2 separate regions of the Mus musculus genome follow, and region 1 is linked to region 2. A link is a contact called in public promoter capture Hi-C data. All regions are on one chromosome and are shown on one strand. Each heading gives the region's core, a stretch centred on a gene start, on an enhancer-like site or on the middle of the called end of the contact. The rest is flanking DNA. Distances are from core to core; before and after follow the strand shown.

Region 1 (5,411 bases), core at 1,693-4,192, 260 kb after region 2:
CTCTGCTCACTCTAATGGGCTCTGAGCTTCACTCTGCTGCCCCCCTCCCTTACAGCCATCTCAAGGCTCCTCACTGTCCTGTCTCTGAATTGTTTTTCTACCTTAAAGCTTCTACTTAAAGAGCACCTTTACCCTTCCTAGTGCCCACTACCAACCACAGCACTCCAGACCTGAGAGCTTTCCCAATGCAACTCAACATGTGCACCAAAGGGCACCTGCCCAGAATCGCGTCTCGTGCACACTGCATGGACACCCAGTGTACACACAGTGAATGGGCCCTCCAGAGATGCTCTGTTCCTGAATTCTCTGTGTGGTATCTGCCTTTGTAAGGTTATAACTTGCCTTCACCAGGACAGGTACAGAGTAGTTAGCCCTGAGAGGACCCTGTGTGAGAGAGACACAATTACTGTGGGAAGTCATGTCAGGCAACCCCTGGGTGTCAAGCAAATTCACATAAATGACGTTCTTGGGGAATAGGCCCACGTCACTGTGACTCCTAACACACTGGGATTGGCATAATGGGTCTCTTTCAGCATTTCCACCACACATGTGCCCTTGAGTAAAACTCAATAGCAAGTAAACAGCCTATTTTTAGTTAATTTCCAAAGTAACAGAAGACGCAACATTTTGCACACCTTCCCATTACAAGGCTGAGTGGGAGAACAGTGGGGCAGTGTGTCCGAGCGGGGGCGGCAAGACTGGCTTTTTCCATTACCTGCCCTCCTGCTCTGTAGCAGACCCTCTTTCCACTCCCTCAGAAGTTCCCATCCCCACCCTGGGAGGCTCAGGCATGCTGTCTGAGGATGTTTCGAGCAAACACCACAGCCTTGCTGCAGGGTATGCTCTAGAAATTCAGAGAGAGAAATGAGACTGTGCAGTGTTTCCACCTCCCCTCCCCTCCCCAGGGTGCCAATTCCAATCCTTTCCTGTTTTCTTCTGGGGTGGCTCTGCCCAGGATGCGCAGTTTCCATAGGTCTGTGTGGGCTGGGGATGTGCATCACCAGCACTTCCCAGCTGGAGGTAGGAGAGGCAACTTCATGGGCACACACCTGGGTTTCGGGCCTCTCGCCAGGCCTCACATAATCGGCTCTGTTACTAACACCCAGAGGCCAGCTATCATGTGAAGACCAGGATTACAGCACTAACTACACAGGGCACAAGGGCTCATGTTCCCATTACAGTGCCACAGGCTACGCTGCCCCAGAGCTCTTGAGAGCATATATACCTACCTGCTGGCCCTGACCTCTTTCTTGCTCGTGGACAATGGTCTTAGATACTCAAGCAAAGAAGTAATTCCTAACTGGGTTTCATACTTTCCCAGAAAACAAAACAAACTACATATTTTACCTCTACTCTCATGTCCTAGTCAGTACAGGATTCTGGGACCCTAAAAGGGTCCTTATCAGTGAACACCAGAGGAAGAATGTCCTTAATTCAGTTCAGCTCTGACAAATGTCTGCCTCAAGATCATATTAGGTCCCAAGGGTGGGGTTCTGTCTCCCAAGATGTCCCTACATTGGTGCAGATGCAAGCCCAGGTTGTAGTACCACTCTGATGGCCAGCACCTAGAAAGCAGGGTTCCAGAGGTCCTCCTTGGTTTGGAGTTCCCCTAGAAGCTCGTATTACTCAGAAAACCACCAACTTCTAAGAAGAACCAGCCCTCACCTCCCTAAGCACATAGGATCCTCTGAATGGGTCTTCTAGGGATGCTGTGGACATGACTGATGAGACACTGACCACTGATGACCCACTCAACCTTTAGCCCTAGAAGCTGAGGGCTGGGTTCAAAGTCCCCACCCTCTGATCCTACTCAGGTCTTTCAGTGAGCCATTCCATCTGGAATCTACCCTACTGGCTGTTGGATGGTGTTGGACTCATTAGCATGCAAAATGGCATTTATCAACTCAACCTGTCCAGGAATTTTAAGAATTGTAGGCCAATTGTAGGAGGAGATTTTAAAAAATCTAAAATGGTGTTTCCAAATATAACATGCTGCCAATGCAGGAAAAGAGGGAAGAGAGGGAGGGGGTAACAGGGATAAAATGTATAAACACATGCATACCTGGAAAAAACTGGCTCAATACCAGAGTTAGTGATTACACGTGAATGGAATTCTGGGTGCGTTGGGGTTTTATTGTTGTTGTTATTGTAACCTGGCTTTTTTTCTTTTGGAGCTAAGTCATGATTTGTGGTTCATTTTGGCTTAGAACCTCGGAACCTTTCCGTTTCAGCATCCCCAATACTGGGATTATAGGCGTGCACCACGAGTCCTGGCATCGATGTTTCTCGTCACTTGAATTTCTCTATGAGCTGTCATCTCTACCATGACCTAGCCGCAACACAGCTCCAGACAAGCGTCACGATAAAGGCCACAACAGGCGAGTTTGGCCAAACAACCCTCCTCCGCCTCGTTTCTATCCTTCCCCTCTTCCCAATGCATACATACCTCTCTACCTGAACCTCAGCATCTCCCCCCCCCCGCCCCCCAAAAAAGCTCATTTTCTCCTTTTAATTTTTCCTCGTTCTATTTCTAAGGAAACATCACAATCCTTTAAAAGGTTCCTCCACAATCTATCCAAGACACTCGGGAACATCACCCCCACCCCCCACCCCGCCGCCCAACCCCGCCGCCCCACCCCCACCCGCCGCCCCACCCCCACCCCGCCGCCCCACCCCCCGCGGATCCTGACCGCCCGCTCTGCGCCCCAGCATCCTCTCAGGACCCAGTCATCCTTTGAGGTTTGAGACTGATGTTCATCTCCTGTGTCGGTGGCGGGCTCCGGTACTGGCTAGCTGCGCGGTAGCAGCTCACCTGAGGCAAGAGGAGCACGCAGAAGACGCAATGGCACGCTCCACTGGACCACCAGACAGAGACGCCAGCAGCTGGGGAGCAGGTCAGCCACTCGGCGAGCGCTTGTACGCCTGCGCGAGAGGGCGGGGCCGCGTAGGCGCGCACGCGCACACCCTGGGAGCCCCAAGGCCCGCGTTCCTGCTGGAATGTCGCACCTGTGGCTTTTCGTTCCGGGCTCTTTCTCTGTGGTTACCACTCCGAGCTGATTTTAGGGGGTTTCTCAGCCTCCGGTCCCTATTTGGGGTGTAGCGAGAAGCCGGACTGGGCCTCTGGGGTCAGGTTTCCCGGTGGATGGATCGGGAGACACGCACCTTTGCCGAGCGGTACTACCGGGACCTCCGAGACCCAGTCCCTAGCGGCGGTGGCGGCCCCACACCCAGCGGCGTGACCTTCATTCAGACCCCGAACGCCTTCTCCTATGCTGACTTCGTGAAGGGCTTCCTGCTGCCTAACCTGCCCTGCGTGTTTTCTAGCGCCTTCACCGAGGGCTGGGGCAGCAGGCGGCGCTGGGTGACCTCGGAGGGAAAGCCTGACTTCGAGTATCTGCAGCAGAAGTATGGTAGGAGGGCGCAGACGGGAGGTATAGACCCCGGCATGGGAGGGCGGCCGGGGCCGGACAGACTAGTGGAGTCTGGATAATTCGGCCAGAGGGTGGCCGGACCCCAAGATGGTGAACTACGTGTATGACTCTGCCATTTCTGTGCTGACTCTCTCGCTGCAGGAGACGCGGTTGTACCGGTTGCCAACTGTGGAGTGCGAGAATACAATTCAAACCCCAAGGAGCACATGTCCTTCCGCGACTATATCAGTTACTGGAAGGACTACATCCAAGGGAGTTACTCCTCTTCGCGGGGCTGCCTCTACCTCAAGGACTGGCATCTGTGCAGGTAATAAGACAGGACGGCGCATGGCCATTGGGCACTTACCCTAAGCAGCTAGTGCAGCCAGTCCAGGTGGAGCACGCCCACTGCACTCAGAGGGGCTACCTCTACAGCAGAGTTCTAATGTGTATCACAGAACTGATGCGAAGATGTGGGGAGATCAACATAGCGAGCCAGGTAGACTATTATGGGGAAGGTAAGTCTTTCGTACATCTTGTATGGGTACAGGCGGCCTGGTGTCTCCTTCCTCTTCTGTATTTTTGAGCTGGTATCTCAGATCCTCTGGGGCTGTCCTCTCTGCAACCCCACTGAGAGGACGCTTGTTCCTTCTACGATTGCTCTGGGGATTCTTGCCATCCCCTGGGCCATTCTAAGCTCTCTAAAGGGACAAGTGACCTTTCCGCAACCACTCTTGTCCCACTTTGGAAACCCCTTTACTCTTTAAAGACACATTCAATACTCTCCCTTATCAGCTTCCACTTTTCTCACACAGCATCTTGTGACAGCTTTACTTAGGAGATTTTTGACGTCTTGCTGGAGCAAGAATGCATTGCAGTCAGTAGAAACTACTTCAAAATTTGAATTATGGTGTCTTCCCAGGCTAGCTATATATGGTCTGTTCATCTCCCACCCTTCTCTCTCAATGATGGACAGGGTCAAGAAGCCATAACCTCCATCTAAACCCCCGGATCTACTAAAATGATCACACCTTTACAGTGTGCTCTGTTGCTGTGCTAAGCTACGGTAGTCATGCACTTAGGCACACTGTTGTGTTTTCCTTTTGGAACTGGGAATGCTAAGGTTGTGAGCATATAAACACATACTGTTAGTATGTTTTGACATTTATGGTATTTTCAGCTTGGACATGTCAGTACGTAAGGCCATCATAAGCCGAGGCGCTCCCTACATCTCAGGAGTTTGGGCTGTCCCTAAGACCCAGCTCACGTGATGCTCTCTTTGGGAAGAGCATTACCCTTTTCCATGGTGACCCTGCGACTGTGTGTTTTCCTCTACCTGACGTCCCTTTCACAAGTACAGACCATTGTACTCAGACCCCCAGCAAAAGGCACAGTGTAACATTGAGTGAACCAATGAACAGTTGAATTCCTGTATCATTTGTGTGCGCAATAAGGCTCTGAACTGTAGAGTGGGATGGAATTCAGGCCCCTGCAGTTCCCATAACTGACCAGATGCAAGAGAAACACCAGCTTCCAGCTACCCTGCCATGCTACTTCTGTGGGCCCAGAGCAGGAGCTGGGTAAAGTGTGACCAGACACACGTCCTGGATCTCATCGTGGCAGAAACAGACTCACAGGCCTGTAGTACAACCAATTTAAGCTTATCCCCACTAGTGTACAAATAAATGATACTCAGACTGTGGTTTTTTTATTTAGCTTTGATAATTGCTGGGGGAAACCCCTGTTCTACTTTTCTAACCGTGGCCTGGCTACACCCCCAGTGGTGTTCCCCAAGTGCGTGATGTTTCCCCCGGCCATGTGCTCAAGGGCCATCTCTCATGGCGCCTTCTCCTCACCTCCTCGTTCTTTCCTTTTTTCTCATGCTCAACCAGGTAACTAAACCCTCCCACCCCTGCCTACCTCTAATTTCTCCAGTAATTGGCCATAGCCATTTTTATTTAATCAATAGTTTTAAATTAAGGAACAAGGTTTGCACAACAA
Region 2 (6,026 bases), core at 395-2,894:
GGAACGGGCTGATTCCTTGGCCAGGAATCATGAGGTAGAGGGAACATAAAGGAAAAAGGGCTCAGAACCCAACGAGGATAAAGGGGAAAGACCCTAGGACACTGCACAGTTTGTCATCTGCTCGATCGTGCAGAAGGGACACCAAGGCTTTACAGGGTCAGGGAAGACTGAACGGTGGAGGAGGATGGGGGACAGGGTAGAGCAAAGGAAACTGAGGCCCAGGACGTGTAGGCAGGGAATGGGTAGGGCAGGGCAGGGAAGACTAGGGACCAGCAGAAGCAGAATCAAGAAAGATAGGGACCGGGGCTGGAGAGATGGCTCAGTGGTTAAGAGCACTGACTGCTCTTCCAGAGGTCCAGAGTTCAAATCCCAACAACCACATGGTGGCTCACAACCATCTGTAATGGGATCTGATGCCCTCTTCTGGTGTGTCTGAAGAAAGAGACAGTGTACTTATAGATAATAAATAAATCTTGAAAGAAAGAAAGAAAGAAAGAAAGAAAGAAAGAAAGAAAGAAAGAAAGAAAGAAAGAAAGAAAGAAAGAAAGAAAGAAAGAAAGGAAGGAAGGAAGACAGACACCATCACATGCAATCAGGGAGGATGGGGACAGGACAGGATGGGACAGGGAAGATTAAGTCCCAACCAGAAGAGTCAGGGATACAAGAAGCCTTGCTCATATGGCTGCCTCCCAAGAGCTCAACCCTACTCTAACTTTCCTTCTTTGTCGCCTGGGCTCTTTCCTCTCACATCCCCTTCTGCCTTTTCTTTTCCAATTACATCATGTTTCCTGGATATTTTGTGTTTGTCAAGACAGACGAGAAAGGGAAACAACTTTAGTAGTCGCTTTCATAACTAGCCTATGACCTCCTGCAAGGTGAACTGAAGGAGCACCCACAGAAACAAACTGCATTCTTCTTTCTCTCCTTGGAGCCTATCAAAGGCTGACCAGTCATTTACTTGCTTTCTCCCTCTCTCCTCAGATACCGCGGAGCTAATGTCACCTGCTCCACCTCCAGGCACCACCAGAACGAACCCCGCCCACTTCCACGTTGGATAAAACGATGCCTGAGAATAATAAGCCCAAAGGCAGATTAATATTTTTTTCTAAAACAAAACAAATCGGGACAAGCCAAATCCTAATAGTCTGCAGGGCCTGCACCATCTGCAGGCACTGAAGTCCAACGCCCGCAATGGCTCAGGAGTAAAGCCATGTGCTTGAGCCTACCCAGGACGCCGGCTGGGTAGGGAACAGAGGAAGAGCGCAGACTAGGCTCATGCTGCACCGATCTGCTGGTGGCTGGGACTCCGCGTGCCCATCCCTGTCGTTCTGGGGTCCCGAGAAACACGTTCACCCGGCATCCCCACAAGATGGAGACGGCACGCAAGGGAAATATGCTGCCACAAGTCCCACTCCGAAGACAACCAGCCACCAGCGCACTCACCGTCCGCGGGGACCCGACCCAGGGCGGCCACCGCCAGCCCGACCAGCGGGCGCCGCAGCATCAGGGACCGCCCGCAGGACTACGTCACAGCGGCGCGCCGGCCCACCGGAACACACCGGAGGGCGGCATGGCTACGCACACCGAGTACGCAAAGCACCAGCGCCGGCCACGTCCCACCTTTGCCCGCTGACATTACGTCTCCCTCGCCGGCCCCACCTACACCACATTAAATCCCGCCTTGTCACGGCCCCCAAGCGACAGCCACACCTCAGCCCAACGGGGGGGGGGGGGGCCGCGATGATGCACAGGCGCACTGCGCGGTTCTCCCCGACGACCACGCCCACTTCTCTTCGTTGTTTCTTCTCCAAACTCCGCCCTTTTCCGTACCCTCCTTTCTTTCCCTAGGCTCAAACCCTACCAATTTACAAAGACCCTGAGAGGAACACATCAGAAGTCAGCTTCGAATCCGTTTAGTTACATTTTCGGGTTAGCCGGTTAACTGTTAAATCATTTCAAGAGGCGGCTAGCACGTGCTATTTATTCTTCCAGAGGACCCAGATTCAGTTCCCAGCACTCAGGTTGGGCAGGCGCATCACCTGCACTCATGTACTCTTACCCAAACACATAGACACATACACCTAATTTTAAGTCTTTTAGTTTTTTAGATAGGGTCTTACTATGTAGTCTTGACTGTCTGGAAACTCCCAGAGAGCCATCTACCTCTACCTCCCAAATGCCGGTAATAAAAAGATGTATACCAAGGGAAGCAGAGGCAGATGGATCTTTGAGTTCAAGGCCAGCCTTGTCTACAGTGCAAGTTCCAGGACAGCCAGGGTACACAGAAAAACCCCATCTCAAACAAAAGTATGTACTATTGTGGCTCCCCAAAGTATTTTTTAAATAAGTTACTTCAAGAAACTGGAAGGCAGGGGCTGGTGAGATGGTTCAGTGGGTAAGAGCACCGGACTGCTCTTCCGAAGGTCAGGAGTTCAAATCCCAGCAACCACATGGTGGCTCACAACCATCCGTATCGAGATCTGACTCCCTCTTCTGGAGTGTCTGAGGACAGCTACAGTGTACTTACAATAAATAAATAAATAAATAAATAAATAAATAAATAAATAAATAAATAAATAAATAAACAAACAAACAAATAAATCTTAAACAAAAAAGAAAAAAGAAAGAAAGAAACGGGAAGGCAAAGATCTCAGAGAATGCTGAAGTTGTCTTTAATTCAGGAGATAAAAGAAAAATAAGCCCAATGTGGTGGCACACACCTTTAATGTCAGCACTTGGAAGTAGAGGTAGGCCGACCTTTAGAACATTCAGGACAGGTTCCATTTACATAGTTAGCTCTAGGCCAATCAAGGTTACATAGGGAGACCCTGTCTTAAATAAAACAAACTTATTAAAGAATTGCAGTAAAGTGGGCAGCACAGTTGAGTTAAGTATCAGTTCTTTCCAAAAGCTTTTTTTGGAGAGAAGTCCTGAGCTTCGAGGTGATCTAGAGGGGCAGTGAAGGAAGTGCACATGAGATTCCTTGGAAAATGTACTGACTTTATAAGAAATATCTTTGCCTAATTTTACTCTTAAAAATATTACACAGGGGGCTGGAGAGATGGCTTAGGGGTTAAGAGCGCCGAGTGCTCTTCCGAAGGTCCTGAGTTCAAATCCCAGCAACTACATGGTGGCTCACAACCATCTGTAATGAGATGATGCCCTCTTCTGGTGCCTCTGAGGAAGCAAGGAAGGGAGGGGAGGGGAGGGAGGGAGGAAGGAGGGAAGGGGAGGGAGGGAGGGAAGGGGAGGGAGGGAATATTCTCTAGGAGGGTGGAATGGATCTGGTCTTGTCCCACCACTATAAGGCTGTGTTGAGACTGTGCCCTGCAGTCTATGGAAGGCTGAACGGAATGGCTAAGACTGCAGAAGTGGTTGTGAAGAGCAGAGCACTCAGGTTCTTTGTTTTTAATTTAATTGGCTTCTCTTAGGCTGAAAGGCAAGAAGAATTTGAAAAGATTTGGAGAGAGAGGGAAAACTCAAGACTGGGCAGGGAAAGAACAGAGTGAGCAGAGGTAAAAGCGCCAAGCGCTGTAGGTCGGGACAATGGTGACCAAGGCTCAACAGCACTTCCCATCGTGTGACTGCTTGCTGCGGGTGGCCCGTCCTCCAGCATGACTTATCACAAGCAGCATGACTCTTTGCCAATGTCCTTTCCAGGTCTCAGGTCCCAAAGACACTCAGGACAAATGGCTGTGGTGCCTGTTAGCATACAGAATGCATGCTAACCACAGGCTGTCTCAGCATGCCAAGTACCTGGTACAGACTCCCTGGCTGGCATCCTGGCTCCCTCTGCTCATCTCACCCCAGCCCCCTACCCTAAACCTCTCTTTCACTTCCCTTCCCCCAGTGTCTCTTTCCTATAAAGACTTTCCATCCTGCCATGCTCTCTTGGTTCTCTGATCTTGTCTCTTGGTCTTCTCTCTTGTCCCCCCCTCCTCTTCCCTCCTCCCTCCTATATAACTGTATTTGGGGGGAGGTTGTTTTGTTTGTTTTTGTTTTTGTTTGAGACAGGGTTTCTCTGTGTAGCCCTGGCTGTCCTGGAACTCACTTTGTAGACCAGGCTGGCCTCGAACTCAGAAACCCACCTGCCTCTGCCTCCCAAATGCTGGGATTAAAGGCGTGCACCACCACTGCCCGGCTATAACTGTACTTTTGGCAATTTTATTGGGTTCGTTTTCCTACCACCCTTCTCTACCCTTCTCTACCCCAACACTAGGTGGGAGATGATTAGGGACTTCGAGTTCCTTGGGGCAAGTCATAATATCTCCAAGCAGCAGGAGCAGCCACCACCATGGCCCCTCTCAGGGCTCTGGCATTTTTTTATACCCTCTCTAGAGTTCCCAAAATTTCAAATATCAACTATCTTCAGCTGGCAAAATCCCGCTCCTGCCAGAGGAAGAGACAAGTCATAGTCAGCTGCTGTGGACAATCTGAAGCAGCCCCATGTCGCACACCTGGGGTTAAAACAAAAGCATATTCACATAGCATTTTTGTGTTTTTAAAGAAATGAAAAATTCCACTACACTCCTCTCATGGCCTGGTTCAGTCTCCTGGTCATGTCTAATCTACTTCTTCCTCTCCCTGCTCTGAACTCTTCCAGATGCCCCTGACTGTGCTCTCCCGCATATCTACAGTAAAATCCTCCTCAACCATATCTTGGAGCTGCATCCATCATGTCTTCATTTTCATTTACCAGGAAGCTGTGAAATTTACACTCTGCCCTGGGAATTTCCTTCTAAACTCTAATAAATTGTCCTTGAGCTTCTGAGTCATCCCTTGTCTTTGAGCTTCTGTTTGTGTCATTTCTTAACTTTTTAAGAATTATTGATTTTATGTATGTGAGTACACTGTCACTTTCTTCAGACACACCAGAATAAGGCATCGGATCCCATTACAGATGGCTGTGAGCCACCATGTGGTTGCTAGGAATTGAACTCAGGACCTCTGGAAGAGCAGCCAGTGCTCCTAACCGCTGAGCCATTTTTCCAGCCCCATCTTAACTACTTCTATTAGTGAAAATAAGGACTCTGTTGGGGTTCAGGAATAGCCTTACAGACCACTCAGACTCCATTCTCAGTTAAACAGGGCTAGTTTATTGAATGCGCACCCCAAGATTGATCAATCATGGTCACAGCCTAGACTTGGGACTTGAGACTGGACCTTGAACGCTTTTCAGGGCTGGCTTGTAAAGGGAAAAACCACAATGAGCCCATGTGCAGGTGCAGGAAGTGCTGCCCAGTGGTCAGCTGTGACTCAAGCTATTTTGGCTAGCTAAACAGAACAGTTCTAACTGACCTTTATTCTGACGGGTCCTAACTGGAACTTAGAGTTGTATAATTTAAGATAAAGAATCCTCAGAACTGCTGGAGAGATGGTTCAGCAGTTAAGAGCACTGACTACTCTTCCAGAGATCCTGAGTTCAAGTCCCAGCAGTGGGATCTGATGCTTTTGGAGTGTCTGAAGACAGCTACAGTGTACTCACATATAAATCAATCAATCAATCAAGCAAGCAAGCAAGCAATCTTAGAAAAAGAAACCTCAGAACATAACAGTGTATGTGGTCGGCACGACCCTGCTCTGAGTCAAACTCATTTTTTGTGTCAGTGACCAGTAGACATAGAACTAAATGGCTATAGCTCTGCTAGTGTGGCAGGCCTCAACAGACTCCAGTAGAATATACTGATTTCCCAGGTACCATATGATGGCTCTCCTAAAACTCAATATTTTCAGTACCACATCTTTCCAGCTTTTTATTTCTTTTTAAAATTATATGCAGGAGTGTTTTGTCTGACCGTGTGCACTGTGTGGGAGTGCAGGGGGATGCCCTGGGACTGGAGTCATAAATGGTTTTGAGACACTATATAGGTGTGGGGAACTGAACCTGGGTCCCCTGGAAGCAGGCAGTGCTCTTAACAATTAAGCCAATTCTCCAAGACTCACCCCTGCCTTTTAGTTCTTTGTCAGAGAAAATTAACCTGTTCCTGAACCCCTAGATAACATCAGAGCCACTGTGCAATGCCAGC

What was found. Promoter capture Hi-C pulls out the DNA fragments that hold promoters and counts their contacts.
Region 1: a promoter capture Hi-C map of embryonic stem cells shows a contact between it and region 2. The contact joins the promoter of Jmjd4 here to the promoter of Guk1 in region 2. A contact is called at or near these places in 11 of 39 promoter capture datasets (the 3T3-L1 cell line, the C10 cell line, the HPC-7 cell line and 5 more), 2 of 115 datasets of contacts at active chromatin or transcription factors (bone marrow-derived macrophages and embryonic stem cells) and 3 of 9 other capture datasets (adipose tissue, embryonic stem cells and liver).

The regions. Positions count from the first base shown.
Region 1 is chr11:59,447,103-59,452,513 of GRCm38.p6, forward strand. Jmjd4 (jumonji domain containing 4) reads left to right here and starts at 2,943. Exons shown (of 6, transcript NM_178659.6): 1 at 2,943-3,410; 2 at 3,573-3,738. The coding sequence starts at 3,143. Snap47 (synaptosomal-associated protein, 47) reads right to left here and starts at 2,932. Exons shown (of 5, transcript NM_144521.3): 1 at 2,813-2,932.
Region 2 is chr11:59,190,308-59,196,333 of GRCm38.p6, forward strand. Guk1 (guanylate kinase 1) reads right to left here and starts at 1,645. Exons shown (of 8, transcript NM_008193.3): 1 at 1,444-1,645. The coding sequence starts at 1,504.